2 separate regions of the Mus musculus genome follow, and region 2 is linked to region 1. The links are chromatin contacts, called in public Hi-C maps. All regions are on one chromosome and are shown on one strand. Each heading gives the region's core, a stretch centred on a gene start, on an enhancer-like site or on the middle of the called end of the contact. The rest is flanking DNA. Distances are from core to core; before and after follow the strand shown.

The links. A called contact is a pair of places that touch in the nucleus more often than the background predicts.
Region 2: a Hi-C map of regulatory T cells shows a contact between it and region 1, with 4 times the contacts expected there. The contact joins two enhancer-like sites. A contact is called at or near these places in 2 of 484 Hi-C or Micro-C datasets (CD4 T cells and regulatory T cells) and 2 of 9 other capture datasets (adipose tissue and liver).

What each region holds. Positions count from the first base shown.
Region 1 is chr17:83,271,093-83,277,914 of GRCm38.p6, reverse strand. No RefSeq gene overlaps it. Among named protein-coding and RNA genes, the nearest start is that of Gm24240, 4.5 kb to the right of the region's middle. Within about 2 kb of position 1,519, at least 392 of the 459 cell types and tissues checked have an H3K27ac peak or open chromatin away from gene starts, as enhancers often do. A contact at or near this core is called in regulatory T cells, where this site is marked.
Region 2 is chr17:84,628,117-84,635,468 of GRCm38.p6, reverse strand. It overlaps Dync2li1 (dynein cytoplasmic 2 light intermediate chain 1), which reads right to left. Exons shown (of 13, transcript NM_172256.2): 2 at 7,067-7,184; 3 at 3,799-3,833; 4 at 1,881-1,950. Among named protein-coding and RNA genes, the nearest start is that of Dync2li1, 5.3 kb to the right of the region's middle. Within about 2 kb of position 1,793, at least 45 of the 459 cell types and tissues checked have an H3K27ac peak or open chromatin away from gene starts, as enhancers often do. A contact at or near this core is called in regulatory T cells, where this site is marked.

The sequences.
Region 1 (6,822 bases), core at 270-2,769:
GATGCTGTTTGCTCCTCCTACTCTGATGGCCGGAAGTGCCCTGCTCAGGCGCGGGCGGGCGAGCGAGCGGGTGGGGAGCCTCTGCCTGCAGGCTCAGACTGCCTGCTGCTGGCCTGCGATATTTATAGTACCTATCTCTCCGGTTCTGTCTCCACCTGGATCTATGAGGTCTATGGCTGCCACATGTGTAGGGACTGTTCTGGGGGGTGGGGGGCACATTATCGATTTAAGTGGCTGGCGCTTGGCCATGGATGCAAGCTGGGATGGAAGCTAAGAAGTCTAAACTGAGGGCGGGCAGGGGAAACGCCAGACTGCAGCTCCTTTGTGCAAAGGGCTTGGTGGTTAGGCCTGGTGAAACCGGGGCTTTCCAGCTCCCGTGTCCCAGCAGCCGCGGCTGTGGGCGTGGTGAGGCAGGTGTGGGTGGCCAAGGATCTGTCTCAGTTTCCTCCCCGCCCTGGTGGCAGCTACTCAGAAGAGTTAAAGGCAAAACTGGCAAGAATTTTTCTTTGTAGTAGGAAAAGAGGGTCCCAGAGAGTTCACGGTGACAATCCTCTTTTCAGACACACAACTACCGGACTCCACGTTTGCAGACCTGTTATCGGCCGTGCGCACCTTCAATTTCCCCTAACCACCAACTACCTCCCTGGTTGCTCTCAGACAGCAATGACATCATTTGAACATATATAAATAACTGACCTCTCTGCCTTCCAAGCAGTGATTGTGGTTCGGAGCACAATGGTTAAAAGCAAGGAGGACTCCATTATCAGACTTTTTAAAGCTACAAAACAAACAAACAATCAACCCCCCACCCCTAAAACAAAACAACGAGAGCACAGGCTGGGCATAGTGGCTCACAGCTTGTCATTCCAGCACTAGGGGAACTGAAGCAGGAGGGTTGCCTACGAGTTCGAGGCCAACATGGGAAACTTTGGCAAACCGTGATAGATAGATAGATAGATAGATAGATAGATAGATAGATAGATAGATGATGCAAAGTGAGAACCCAGTCTAGACCAGGCCCAGCAGGAGTTAGCCACCTACAGGTCTCCGAGTAAAGCCCGCTCTGACTATTTCACTGACAAGCCGGGCTGGAAAGAGGCCAGCACAGGATCTTATGACTGGAAAGCAAAATAAAGAACAGCAGCAACGACCTAGAGAAACGAAAATACACTTGACACTCTGTCTCTGTCTTTCTTTTTCACATTTAACCTTGTCGCAACACAGATGAGTAGGCCGGGGTCACCGTTGCACAACAGTTTGGGAACTAGGTTAAGGAACTTGTAGTTTCAGACCCAGACGCATGACACTCGCGTGGGCGCTAATGTCCGCCCGGCTTTTCCACGCGGGCCGGGGACAGGTTCTGGCTGGCACAGCGGTACAGGTCTCAGGCTGCTGGAAAGGCCGGTTTCGTGGCCTGGGACGAGGGGGCGGCTGGCCGGGATCCGGAGCTGCACGGCGCGGCCAGGGCAGCTGGCAGTCAGCTGGTGCCGGGGCCGCGCTCGCTCACTCGGAGGGAGGCGAGCCGGCCGCATACCGCGGGGCGCAGAGGAAATAGCTGGGATTCCTCCCGCGGCGCCGCGCTCCCGTTCCCGCGGGGAGGATCGGGGGCGCGCGCCAGCGGTCCGCAGGCTCGTCCCCCGCACTGCCCGGGGAATCCTCCCCGAACCCCACCTTCAGCTCCCTAGCCACTCCCCGCCAGCGTGTGGGTGCTCAGAGGCACCGCGTGTTCTGGTCTTGCAGACTCTCCAGGCCAGCCAGGCCTCCTGCTTGTTGGTCTCTGACTGAGGACATGCGACAGCGCCCCTGGGAAGGCCAGCTAGCTGCACAATGGTCCCCACCCCTGCAGAGGATGTACCAGACCGGATGTGCTCTCTGTGACCCACCCCACTGATCTCGGAGCCTGCTCCAGGCAGTGGGCCCCTAGAGGTGCCAGCTTTAGCCTTTGGAAAGCTGTTGCCAGTGATGTGAACATTTCTGTCTAGGCTTCGAAACCGTCCTTGAGATAGGGATTTCCCACTTGGGGTGGCAGGAATGAGGCTAGCCCCTCAGGAACTGCTTGCTGCCAGGTGGTAAGGACGGGGTGATGGAGAAAGGAGGACCCTTACTCTAGTAAGGGCCTAGAGTGGGACCCTCTCTGACTGTATAGGCACAAGAAGGAAATGGAGACCCTTCTTTTTGGTTTTTTGTTTGTTTTGTTTTTTGAGACACGGTTTCTCTGTATAGCCCTCGCTGTCCTGGAACTAACTTTGTACACCAGGCTGGCCTTGAACTCAGAAATCCGCCTGCCTCTGCCTCCGGAGTGCTGAGATTAAAGGCGTGCGCCACCACGCCCGGCTGAAGAGTCAGGTGAGAAGGCTCCTCTCTTCTGAACAGAACCAACAGTTTGATCAGGTTAGGGATTAGGAGGTGGGAAGACAGAGGGCGGATCCTAAGTGGGGCCCACGTAACCTTTCCTAGGAGTTTGGCCCCTATTGCTTGGAACAGGGGTGGACGGATCTAGACTGTCTCTCTACTTTCCCTTGAGACGATTGCTTTGATTGATAATACATTTGGCCTGTTGAGATGGCCCACCCGGTAAAGGTGCTTGAGGCCAGGCCTGACGATCTGAGTTCAAACCCCAGGACCCACACGATGAAAATGGAGATCACACACAAAATGTTCAGCCAGGTCAATAGTCTTCTATTGTCTGTGGATTCTCCCCTGGGTCTTGCACTTTGTCCGTTTCCATGGCCTATATACGATCGGACTTTCACACTGGATTGTGAACAAAGGCTTTTCTCACACTGGATTGTGAACAAAAGCTTTTCCGTGTATCTTCCTAGTTAGATGTTAGCTTCACCACGCCAGGGCCCTGGTGAATCTCATATACCTTTGGGGACCTACCGTCTAGTAGTGTTTACCTTCCAGTATAAAGACTGCTTAAATGTTTGTTGAATGAATAAGAAGGATGAGGAGGGAATTGGGCAGGCCCGATACTAACAACATAGACCAGAGGCAAAGCTGGCCAATATGGAGCCAGCACACAGAGGGTACTTGCCACCTGCTACCCAGATCCAGGATGGGAAGGTCCTGGGGGCTTGGCTCTGTGTCTCCCGAGGCCACACCGACTCGTGGACATTCCTGTCCCGGCTCTAGGTCTGTCTATCTTGGTCGTATTGGTAGAGCCCCGTTTTCCCGATCCCCTTTACTTCCATGCTCCCCCATTCCTGGACAGCCTAGAAGGTTCTGGTTTCATGCAAATTGATACTATTTGGTCATTCCGATGGGGCTTATAAGTGGCCTAGCCTGAGACAGAGGACAGAAATGGCTTTCACTAAGCTGTCTGCCTTCAGGACAGAGTGACTTTAAGCTCAAAGCCCAAGTGCTGCTGTATCTTATGTTTCACCCTTTCAGGCCATCCAAGTAGCCAAAGGTCTGGAGAGGGGACTCTCTCCTCTGCATAAGTTCCCCCTGAACCCTGGGAGGACAGGAGGCTGAGGTCAGGCCTGTCCATCAGTGAGAGAGATCCAGACATCATTTCCAGAACTGCCTCTAGACACTCACCCGTGAGAACAGCCCAGGCAGCCTTGGCAAAGGCTTCCAACCCGGTCAGCTCACAGCATCGACAATGGTTCTGGGAATTCCAACTCTCAAAACCCCTACATTTTTTTCATAAGAAAAAGGAACATATTTTGGCATCTTTGTTCCTGAAACAGGAAATGGCCAAGACAGTGACCTCCAGTAGCTACTTCCTCCTCCAGTGTTCATAAGGGGGTGGGTTCTGTCAGTCCTGTTCCCCACCCCCCCCCCCCCGGGATCAGTGGGCATAGACACCCCAACAGGGGATAGTAGGGACTGACAGGAAATGTAGGGGTGGGGATGGAAGGAGAGAGTTCCGAGGAATGCACAAGCCCAGTGGGCTGGAGTTGGGGCCAGTGGGTGCCTGGCATCTGAGGGCTACTTAGTCGGATGGTTACTTTTATCATTTTATGGAAAGAACATCACCGCTGTGACCTCTTAGGGGTTCAAGCGGAATAATTCAAGGTTCCAAGGTTCTGGGACCTGGGCCGTGTGTGGACTCTGGGCTGGGGAGGAGTTAAGGCGTGGTCTCAGTCAAAGGCGTGGTCTCTCCCAGTCAGAGCAGGAGAGTAAAGTGAACCCCCCTGGGGTGCTGAGGGGGGTGGGTGTGAGAGGGAATGGAGACCTGGCAGAAGGAACGGCAGAGACAGAGGGCCCTCTGAGTTGTACGGATTTCCCTAGAGCCTCCTTCCCTCCTGTCCCTCAACCCCGGAGGTCTTGACTCTTGATCCGCACGGATACAACAGACCCAGTTCAGAGGAAGGGATAGGGCAACGGGGGAGCACTGGAGGGTGGGGGTGCAGAAGGGCAAGCAGCCCTGCAACCATTAACGTTTTCACATTCCTGGCTCCTCACCGAGAGCAGTTGGCTAGGCTGGTCCCTGTGAATAGGTCCTTGCTGGCCCAAGTTCTTGCTGTAAAGCTGGGCTTTTGTGAACCCAAGGGAACTGATGGCGGCGGCGGTTTGCAGTGAGAAGAGTGGTAAGATCCGAGTTGCTTGGGTAAAATGTGCGGAGCAACGGTCTCCAGGCAAGCAGAGGCATCCTCCTTTCTGGACCCGCTAGTGAAGGGCACCTGTGGCGGTGGACAGGGTGAGCAGAGGTCACAGGCTTGGCTCTGAGACAGACAGGTGAGAGGTGGACTGATGATGGAGACTGTGGTCAGAGGGGCTAGGAGGATACTGGGGATCCGAGGTCCTATAGGTCAGGAGGGTGTTCCTCAGACTCCAATTCTGGGGTATCTGGCTTAACTGAGCACTCCTCAAACTGGGAAGAGGAAGGCAGAAGGGGAAAGGTCTGGGGATCCCTTTAAAGCCCGGGATGCTATAGAGATGCTGTCCCTTAAGCTTTATGTCTCTTCCCAGGCTGGAAGTGTCCAGAGCACTTCTCACAGGTCCCCGGCACATACCAGGTATCAAATAAAAGTCAGCTGGAAGGGACGATCAGGGTCAGAGGCCCACTGTGAGCAGGTGGGGCCAGCTGGTTGCCGCAAAGGCTGACTTCTGTCACCTTGCCTTGCGGACAGACGGCTCAGTGGCTTCTGTCAGTGGGACTGTGAAATCCACTTCCTGAGCCAGCCTTTCTACTTCTCATTTTCTCTGGGTCCTTTTGTCTTCTGTGTCTCCCATAGAGACCGTCTGTCTATCTATCTATCGATCTATCTATCTATCTATCTATCTATCTATCTATCTATCTATCGTGTGTGTGTGTGTGTGTGTGTGTGTGTGTGTATGTGTGTGCTCACACACACTTATGTGAGTAATCGAGCAATGCATGGGTGTGTGCTGTACCTGTATGTGGTGTGTGCACATGGAGGCCAGAGGTTGCTGTCAGGTGTGTCTTTATTTTTCACTTTCCACCTTATTTTTTTTTAAAAGATTTACTTATTTTTATTTTATGTATATGAGTGTTTTGCCTGTATGTATGTATGTGTGTGTGTATATATATATATATATATATATATGTGTGTGTGTGTGTGTGTATACACATATGTGTGTGTATGTGTGTATATGTGTTATGTGTATGTATGTGTGTGTGTATATGTATGTATATGTGTGTGTGTATGTATGTATGTATGTGTGTATGTATGTATGATATGCATGCCTGGTACCCTCAAAGGGCTCTGAAGACGGTAATGGAACCCCTGAAGCTGGAGTTACAAACCATTGTGAACTTCCATGTGGGTGACAGGAACCAAGTCTGGATCATCTTTAAGAGCAGTAACTGGGAGTTTACCCGTCGAGCCTTGGCTTCAGCCCCTCCGCCTTAGTTTTTGAGACTGGGTCTCACTAAATCCAGACTGTGCCACTTTGGCAACACTGGCTGCCCAGAGAGCACCAGGGGGTCGGCTTGTCTCAGCACTGAATTATACAAGTGTGTTCCATGCCTAGCCTTTCACTTGGCTGTTGTGTATTTGTTTACGTGGCACACTTTATTGATTTAAACCATATCCCCAGCCACTGCATTTTTCTACCTTTAATTTGTGAGGGATTATGTTGGGAAAGATGATACAGTGGCAAACAATGCTTATACCTGAGATAGATGACACCCCCCACGCCCCCAGCCCCTGTAAGGTCTGAGGATCATTCTCTAAAGCCTAGCAAGGTCTGTGATGCGGCTTTGTTGGAAGAGGGTAGCATTTTCCTTGCTAGGTGTGATTTTGTGGCGCCACCTGCTGGCAATGGACAGATATAATCACACTGAGTTTTGCATGACTGTTCACACAGAGAAACCAAATATTGGGGCTGAAGTGATGGCTCAGTGGTTAAGAGCACTGGCTGTTCTTCCAAAGGACTCAGAACCCACACAGCAGCTCATTAGATGTCTGTAACTCCAGTTCCTGGAGGGATCAAGACTCTCATCTAACTTCATGGACACTAAACCTATATGGGGAGTGTATATATGTATATATTCTGTGTGTATGTGTTGCCTGTATGAATATATATATTCATGCAACACACATACACACAGAATATAGATAAATAAATCTTAAAAATAAATCAATTATTAAAGCATATATATGTGTGTGTATATATATATACATACATATATATGTATGTATATATACATACATATATATGTATATATATATACATACACATATATATATGGCTTGGAAATTCCACTGTGGCAGAGCACTAGCTTAGCTTGCCTGAGCTCAGCATTTTTGGCTTTAGCCACTGGCTGGCACACCAAAGAAGCAAGCAAGCAAATAGTAACGTGCAGAATGGGACTCAGTGAGACACACACGTGCCAGACTTCTTTGC
Region 2 (7,352 bases), core at 544-3,043, 1.4 Mb before region 1:
GAGGCTCTGAGAAGAGATTTAGAAAGTCCCCGTGTTACAGTCCAAAGTTTAGAGGAAAAACAGGTGACAGGCAGTCGTCACCTGGGATTTCATGTGCCTGCTGCCATGAACGAGGATGGTGGATAGTAGTTAAGCTCATTTTAGACGAATATATGCTATTTTCCTTTCCTCGGGACAAATTCTCATAATCTCTAAAACCATTTTACTGTTGTTGATACTCAATCACTAATGTTTGTGGAATCAATCAGTTTTCACTGGAAAATCTCCTTTGCTTCACAATGTGACAAAGGAAGGCTTTACTGCCCTTCTCAGAAGTCAAGATTGTGAGAGCGGTTTCAAGTTTCCCATAAAAAGGATAGCTCACATCATAAACTATGTGAACCACAAAATGAGATGCTCCTCCTGCATCTCAGTGTGTCCTTTTCTTCTAATTTCCCAGTTTTAATAACCCACTTTTGTAGGTAGATCTGGAAACCAATAGCAGGCACTTTCGATTCTTGTACATTTATGTGTCGTATAACTCTTTCTTTTCTCTTTCTTTCTTTCTTTCTTTCTTTCTTTCTTTCTTTCTTTCTTTCTTCCTTCCTTCCTTCCTTCCTTCCTCCCTCCCTCCCTCCCTCCCTCCCTCCCTCTTCCCCTCTTTCTTTTTCTTTTTTCTTTCTTTTTCTTTTTCTTTTCTCTCCTTCCTTCCTTCCTTCCTTCCTTCCTTCCTTCCTTCCTTCCTTCCTTCCTTTCTTATTTTATGAGACAAGGGCTCACTACACAGTCCTGACTGGACTGGAGCTTACTACATGGACTAGCCCGACTTTGAACTCACAAAGATCCACCTGCTTCCACCTCCTGAGTGCTGGGATCATGGGTGTGTCCTACCAAACAGTTCTTTAAGACACTCTCTAGTGGGAGAACATTGGAACTAGATCATTCTCTACAAATGTGCTTTTGTATGGAGTAGTAGGACCTTCTCTGGCCTGTTCTTCCCACACCTATGTTTGAGAAATGGTCCCCTAGGAATTTCTGTCCCCACACCACATGTGACTCTACTCTAGGTCAGGCAGGCACGCTCCAGGCAGGCCTCACGCCCAGGAGCAGAGTGGACAAATACAGTGATTCCAGGCTTTTCTGTGTGGCTTTTGTTGGTGGGGTTTGTCTTCTTGTCTTTCTTTTGTTTGCTTCAGCTCCCCCCACTTTTGAGAGAGAAAGAATCTGAAGCTGGGGGAGTGGAGGGGGGGGAGTGGAGGGGGGGGAGGCTCTGGGAGGCTTGGAGAAGGGGAAGTATGCTCCACATACAGTGTGCGTATAGCAAGTCTAGAGATAATTCGTAAATTATGAGAACGGAGGCAGTTATTTTTATTTGAAAAAGAGAAAAAGTGCCATCTATATTGTAGGTGATCAAAGAACCCTAGACCATCAAGCTCCAAAGAAATCTCACTTCATGCTGGGCCTGCCGTCACATGTCTGTCTATAACTTATTGATACTCAGAAGCTGAGGCAGGAGAGTTGCAAACTTGGGGCCATCTGGGCTACATAATGAGTTTCAGGCCCGTCTGAGATACAGAGTGGAAAAAGAGACAAAACCCCAAGCCCCAAAGTGAAAACACCACACACGAAACAAGGAACTCACTATCAGAGGGGCAGAAGTCGGCCAAAGAACTGTACGGACATTGTAAATAAATCTTTTCAACATTTTAAGGTACAAAAGAGAAAGCTGAAATGTTCTCTCAGATTACACGGACTTCCTGCCAGCTGAGCTGCACGTGAGGTTAAAACCCACATCTGTGCCAGGCACCACTGGTGGGCTTCCTGTTTGCAGATAACGTAAGCCATCTCAGCACCATGGCCTCCCACCTGAGGCCTGGGACAGGACTTCAGGACGGACTCACCGTGTTGTGCCCCTTGGTCTTCCTTCCGTACGTGTACTCCAACGCTAAGGTCGGCTTTGCTGACTCATCCCTGCACGATAAAGGCAGACGCTATTAGCATGATGGTGGGTCATTCTCACCTCCTCTTAAACACTTTGTGAATAATATCGAATATTTTATATTAATAATGAATACTAGCACCGAGGTAAAGCTATAATAATGTTATTCCACAAGACACAAACAAGCCCCTCAAACACTGTCCTGGGGGCTGTAGTGGCAGAGGCGGGAGTGAACAACGATGCCCGATGCCCAAATGGATGGCTGCTTTGCGGGGCCAGCGGAGACACAGCGAGCGGGCAGCGCCAAGGGCCATGCTCTGTCCCCAGCTCTCTGATCCCATGCCATGTGGGGAATACTGACTCGTTGGATCAGCCTCAATGTCTGAGCTGAGAACCAAATGCCAGGCACCGAGTAAGGACACAGTGGGAGATTTTTATGTTGTTCTTTATTTCAAATCTCAGCCAAAATATGAGAGTTGAAAAAAAAAAACCTATATGAACAAGGACATAAAACCAACAAATGATTTGGAAGATATTTAAATGATTTAATAAATTACTTATATAACTTTAAATTATTTGGAAAGCAATTAATGGTATATATTTGTTTTAAATGTTGTAAGAAAATATATGCACTAAACCGTTTTGGCATACCTTTTTAAGTGTGCAGTTCACAGTGTGAAGCACCTTCATTCACACTGCTGTGCACCCAAGCCTCGTGGCTTCTCAACTCCGTATGCACTGAATAATGTCCCACATCCTTCCCTCCCAGCCTCAGCTTCTCCCCTCACTTCTGCTTCTCTGAGACTCACTGCTTGAGGACCCCATACAGAAGGAATCAGACAGCTTTGTCTGTTTGGTGACTGGCTCATTTCACGTAGCATAGTGTCTTCAAAGTTCACACACATTATAGAATATGAAAGAATGTATTTCCTTTTTAAATAAAAGACTTCTTATGTAGATGAGTAGGGCCTGCACGCATGTGTGTGCACCATGTGCATGTGTGTATACACCATGTGCACGTGTGTGCACCGTGCACCGTGAGCATGCCGGGTGCCTGTGGAGGTCAGAGGATCTGGATGCCTCGGAGTTACAGATCGTCGTGAGCTACCGTGTAGGTGCTGGGGAGCAAGCCTGGGTCCTCTGCAAGGACAGCAGGTGCTGCCCAATTCTGGATTTCTTTCCCTTTCGAGGTGGAATAATATTATATTTAGTTCAAACTAGGAGAACAAAGACCACAAATTTAGAATTTCTATTTGTTGAATATTTTGAACTTTATCTTGGCAGATATTCTTGGTATACACACCAAGTATTATTTAGTTATATTTCCTTAAAGATATAGCTCTTTTAGGAAGCAAAATACTTCCCCTGAAATAAAACATCTAACATGGTTAAACCACAATTTGAAAAATCGTTCCGTTTCTGGGTACACCACAAGAAAGCCTAAGTGAACAATTCCCGCCCAGTGTCACAGCTTGTAGTGCTTTGAACTAGTGTTACACTGGATGGTTTATTATAGGAAACACTGATCACAATCATTGCTCATCAATCAGGCAGAATAAAAAGAACGTACACACCACAGCGACACAGCCCCAAAGTATATGAGCACCAGGAGGCTGTGTAACTGCGGTGACATTTCTTCTTTGAACAGGAACATCTAGTATGGATCCTGAATGCTTTTGGCTTTCTTAGTCTTATCTTTAAAGGTGCTCTTAAAGGTTGTATTCAAGATTCGGAATATCTTTAAAGTTGCAATTAAGATTGAGAATTAAATATTTTGAGTCTCAAAATTATTCCTTCTTCCGAGTCTTTTGAGGCCTAACTTGTCTGTTGTAGCTGGAACAAACCTGAGTGCTATGTTAGAGAGTTGACGAAACGCTTACCTGTCAAGACACCTTAGGATAATGGTTGTCTTTCCCTAGAAATTAAGAAGAAAGAATACTGTGTTAATGTCACCCACATGTAAAACTTTATTAGTGTTTGTAACTGTGGCCCAAAATAGCTTTTTAAATCATTTGAATGATAAATTACCTGGAAACTAAAAACTAGAAACTTTCAGAACTGCGTCAAAGTTTGATAAGTGGGAAAAGTGAGCTGTCAAACTTCTATCACACCGCTATTATTATAATTATCAAGTCCACAGATGACAAACATTAGCAAATCACATCTCACGCTCGTGGTCACCTGACAGCTGTCTTAAACTTCCTTAACTCAGCAATGCTAATTAAGGGTTAGCCTGACAAGAGCGTTCTAAAATGTTTCCATCCCAATTGTCGAGGTGGAAATAAAGACACAAGCTAACACACAAATACAAGCTGCGCTGTAGGAGCACTGGCAGCTGACAGCTCAGTCACCTGCTAGAGACCTTGCTTTTCATTCTAGAGGTTCCATTCCTTTTTAGGAGTCAAGAAATATAGGCTCTGGCTACTAACTGTGAAACATAACCTACAACCTACCCAGAGATGGTTCAGTGGAGAAGTAAAGGACTCTTTGAGAGATTGGGTGTGAACTGAACGGCAGGCCCAGCCCCACTGCAGGAAGCCCCTGGGCTCCAAGGAAAAGGTTGGAAACCTTGCCAAAGAGACAATCTCTCTCTGTCTCTGTCTTTTTTTCTGTCTCTCTCCTAAATAGGCTATAATTTTTACCAAAAGGCTAGTAATAAACCACTCCAGAGTATATGTGCAATACGATAAGATCAAATGACCTTTTCACAATACTATAAAACATACAACCATGTCTGCCCCTAACAGAAAACGGCTCAAGTTCTATACCCACTGGTGTAGTAATTACAGCCCCTGGGAAGTTGAAACATGTTCATGTCTAGCTTAGGCTACATGTAGTGGAGGCAGTCTCCAAAAAAACCAAAACAAAACAAAACAGTTTTTAAATTAAAAAAATATTACAAAGAAAGAAAATGATTCTACTCACAATAGCAAACTCATGTAGCATGTTGGGTTAAAAACTGTGAAGATAAATAATTCCTATGAGAATTTTATTTATGTGTCTGTGTGTTGTGACATGTATGCTTGTGTGTGTTGTGACATGTATGCTTGTGTGTATTGTGACATATATGCTTGTGTGAGTTGTGACATATATGCTTGTGTGTGTTGTGACATATATGCTTGTGTGTGTTGTGACATATATGCTTGTGTGTGTTGTGACATATATGCTTGTGTGTGTTGTGACATGTATGCTTGTGTGTGTTATGACATGTGAGAAGCCACATGTGCTGTTGCAGAGTGGCGCTGGCTACTGCTGGCCACCACGCATAAGTTTGGACAAACAACCAATGTGTACATATGCAGTAAAGTTTTTTGCCAAGACACTGCCTGGCCCGGGCATGATAATGGGGTTCTGAGAGTATAACCAATCTGATGTGAGACATGCAAATGAGCTATGATAATAAGGTTCTGAGAGTATAACCAATCAGATGTGAGACATGCAAATGAGGTATGTTAATGAGGTTCTGTGAGGTACTGAGAGAGAGTAACCAATCAGATGAGGAACATGCAAATGAGGTATAGTGCATAACCAATCCGGGTGTGAGACACGCCTCTCCTAGGCCTATATAAGCAGCACCAGTTCTGGGCTTGGGGTCTTTTCGCCTCTGCAATCAAGTTCTCCCAATAAATGTGTGCAGAAGGATCCTGTTGCACGTCGTTCTTGCTGGCGAGACGGGCGTGCGCAAGAATGACATGTATGCTTGTGTGTGTTGTGACTTATATGTGTCTGTGTGTTGTGACATGTATGCTTGTGTGTGTTGTGACTTATATGTGTCTGTGTGTTGTGACATGTATGCTTGTGTGTGTTGTGACATATATGTGTCTGTGTGTTGTGACATGTATGCTTGTGTGTGCAAGATTTAAATTAAAAACTGCAGTGAATGAGCCAATAAGAAATTTGGAGAGAACAGAAATTAAAAATAAAATGAAAATACAATGATTTAACATTTACCATCCATAAATTATCTTTTAAATACTAATTAGTATATAACACATTAATACAACAGAACAGGTTATATATAAAATTTTCACCCTGCTTATTTTAATTCACATTAGTGAATTAAACACATATTTTTACTTTTTTAATCTCTTATTTATTTATTTATTTATTTATTTTTATGTGTATGGGAGTTTTGCCTATATGTGTATGTGCACATGTATGCTTGGTGCCTGAGGAGAGCACAAGAGGGCTTCTGATCCCTTGAGACTGGAGAAACAGCTAGTTATAAGCTGCCATGTGGATGCTGGAACTCAACCCCAGGTCCTCTGGAAGAGTAGCCGGAGTTCTTCAGCCATTTCTCCACTCCAACTCGTCTCTTGTTATATAATCATTTATACCAGTAAATATCATTTTTAATAACAATGAAGATGAAAACCCCAAATGGGGATGTCTGGTGTTCTGGAGACAATTCTGAGGAGGTGCTGAAACAAAGAGGTTTTCTCAGGCAGCCTCACCGGTTCAGAACTTAGTTTCTGTAAGCTGCCTGTCAGTGGCCTCATGTGTAAGCAAGACGGTCAGAGAATGAATAGTAACTTTAACCCCAAAGAGAAGCCAGCCCGATGCTACACAGGCTGTAGCGTCTGGAGGCTCACAAGCCTTGATCCTTTGTGGACAATGTTGCTAGCAGCCCCTCCTCACACGCAGGAATTCTGTGCATGGGCATGACACACCCACTCTTGCTGGGTGTCCACATCCCACGTTTTCCATGCACTCAATTGACCTCACAGAGGATGCGGAGTGCCATTTCATTCTCCTCACACCTCTCACGACGACGACTAAGTCTCTCATAACATCACTAACACAAGTCAGTCATCCTTCCTACAGATTCCTAAAAGTGAAGTCACTGAGTCCGCAGTGTGACAGCCATTAAGAGACTGACTTACTGAGGGGCTGACTCAGAGGACCCTGGCCTTTCTATGCAATCAAAGCAGAAGGCACAACTGTGTCAAATTATGACATAAAAATAGTTGAAAGTCTTCCAGACATTCTGTTCACGATTATAACTTACCCCCGATCAACGATAAGCCCTTTCTAGTTTATGCTAAATCAGGGTGGACATTTGATTAAAGAGTTTAGAATATGTAAATTTTATCAATATATTAAGGCAATCGCTACATTGTGAAGACTGAAAACTATTAAAAGCATTACCCCGTTTTTACTGCCAATGAAGAAAACAGATTTTTCTCCGATTTCAGCTCCGTCCCCTTCGCTCCCATGACTTCTCCGTTTCTCTACCTCAGCTTTTGCGATTTCCCAGAGAGTTTCACTGCATAAGTAGAAAGACAAATGGCACAGAAACAAAAGGAATCCTTAGAGATATTTATCTCCCGCAGAGAAATTTTATTTCAGTAAGATTTATAAAAATACTATTTCTTGATAGTCAATAGCTAGGTAAAACACTAGAGGACTTTTTTTCTAACTATCTTCACTTGGA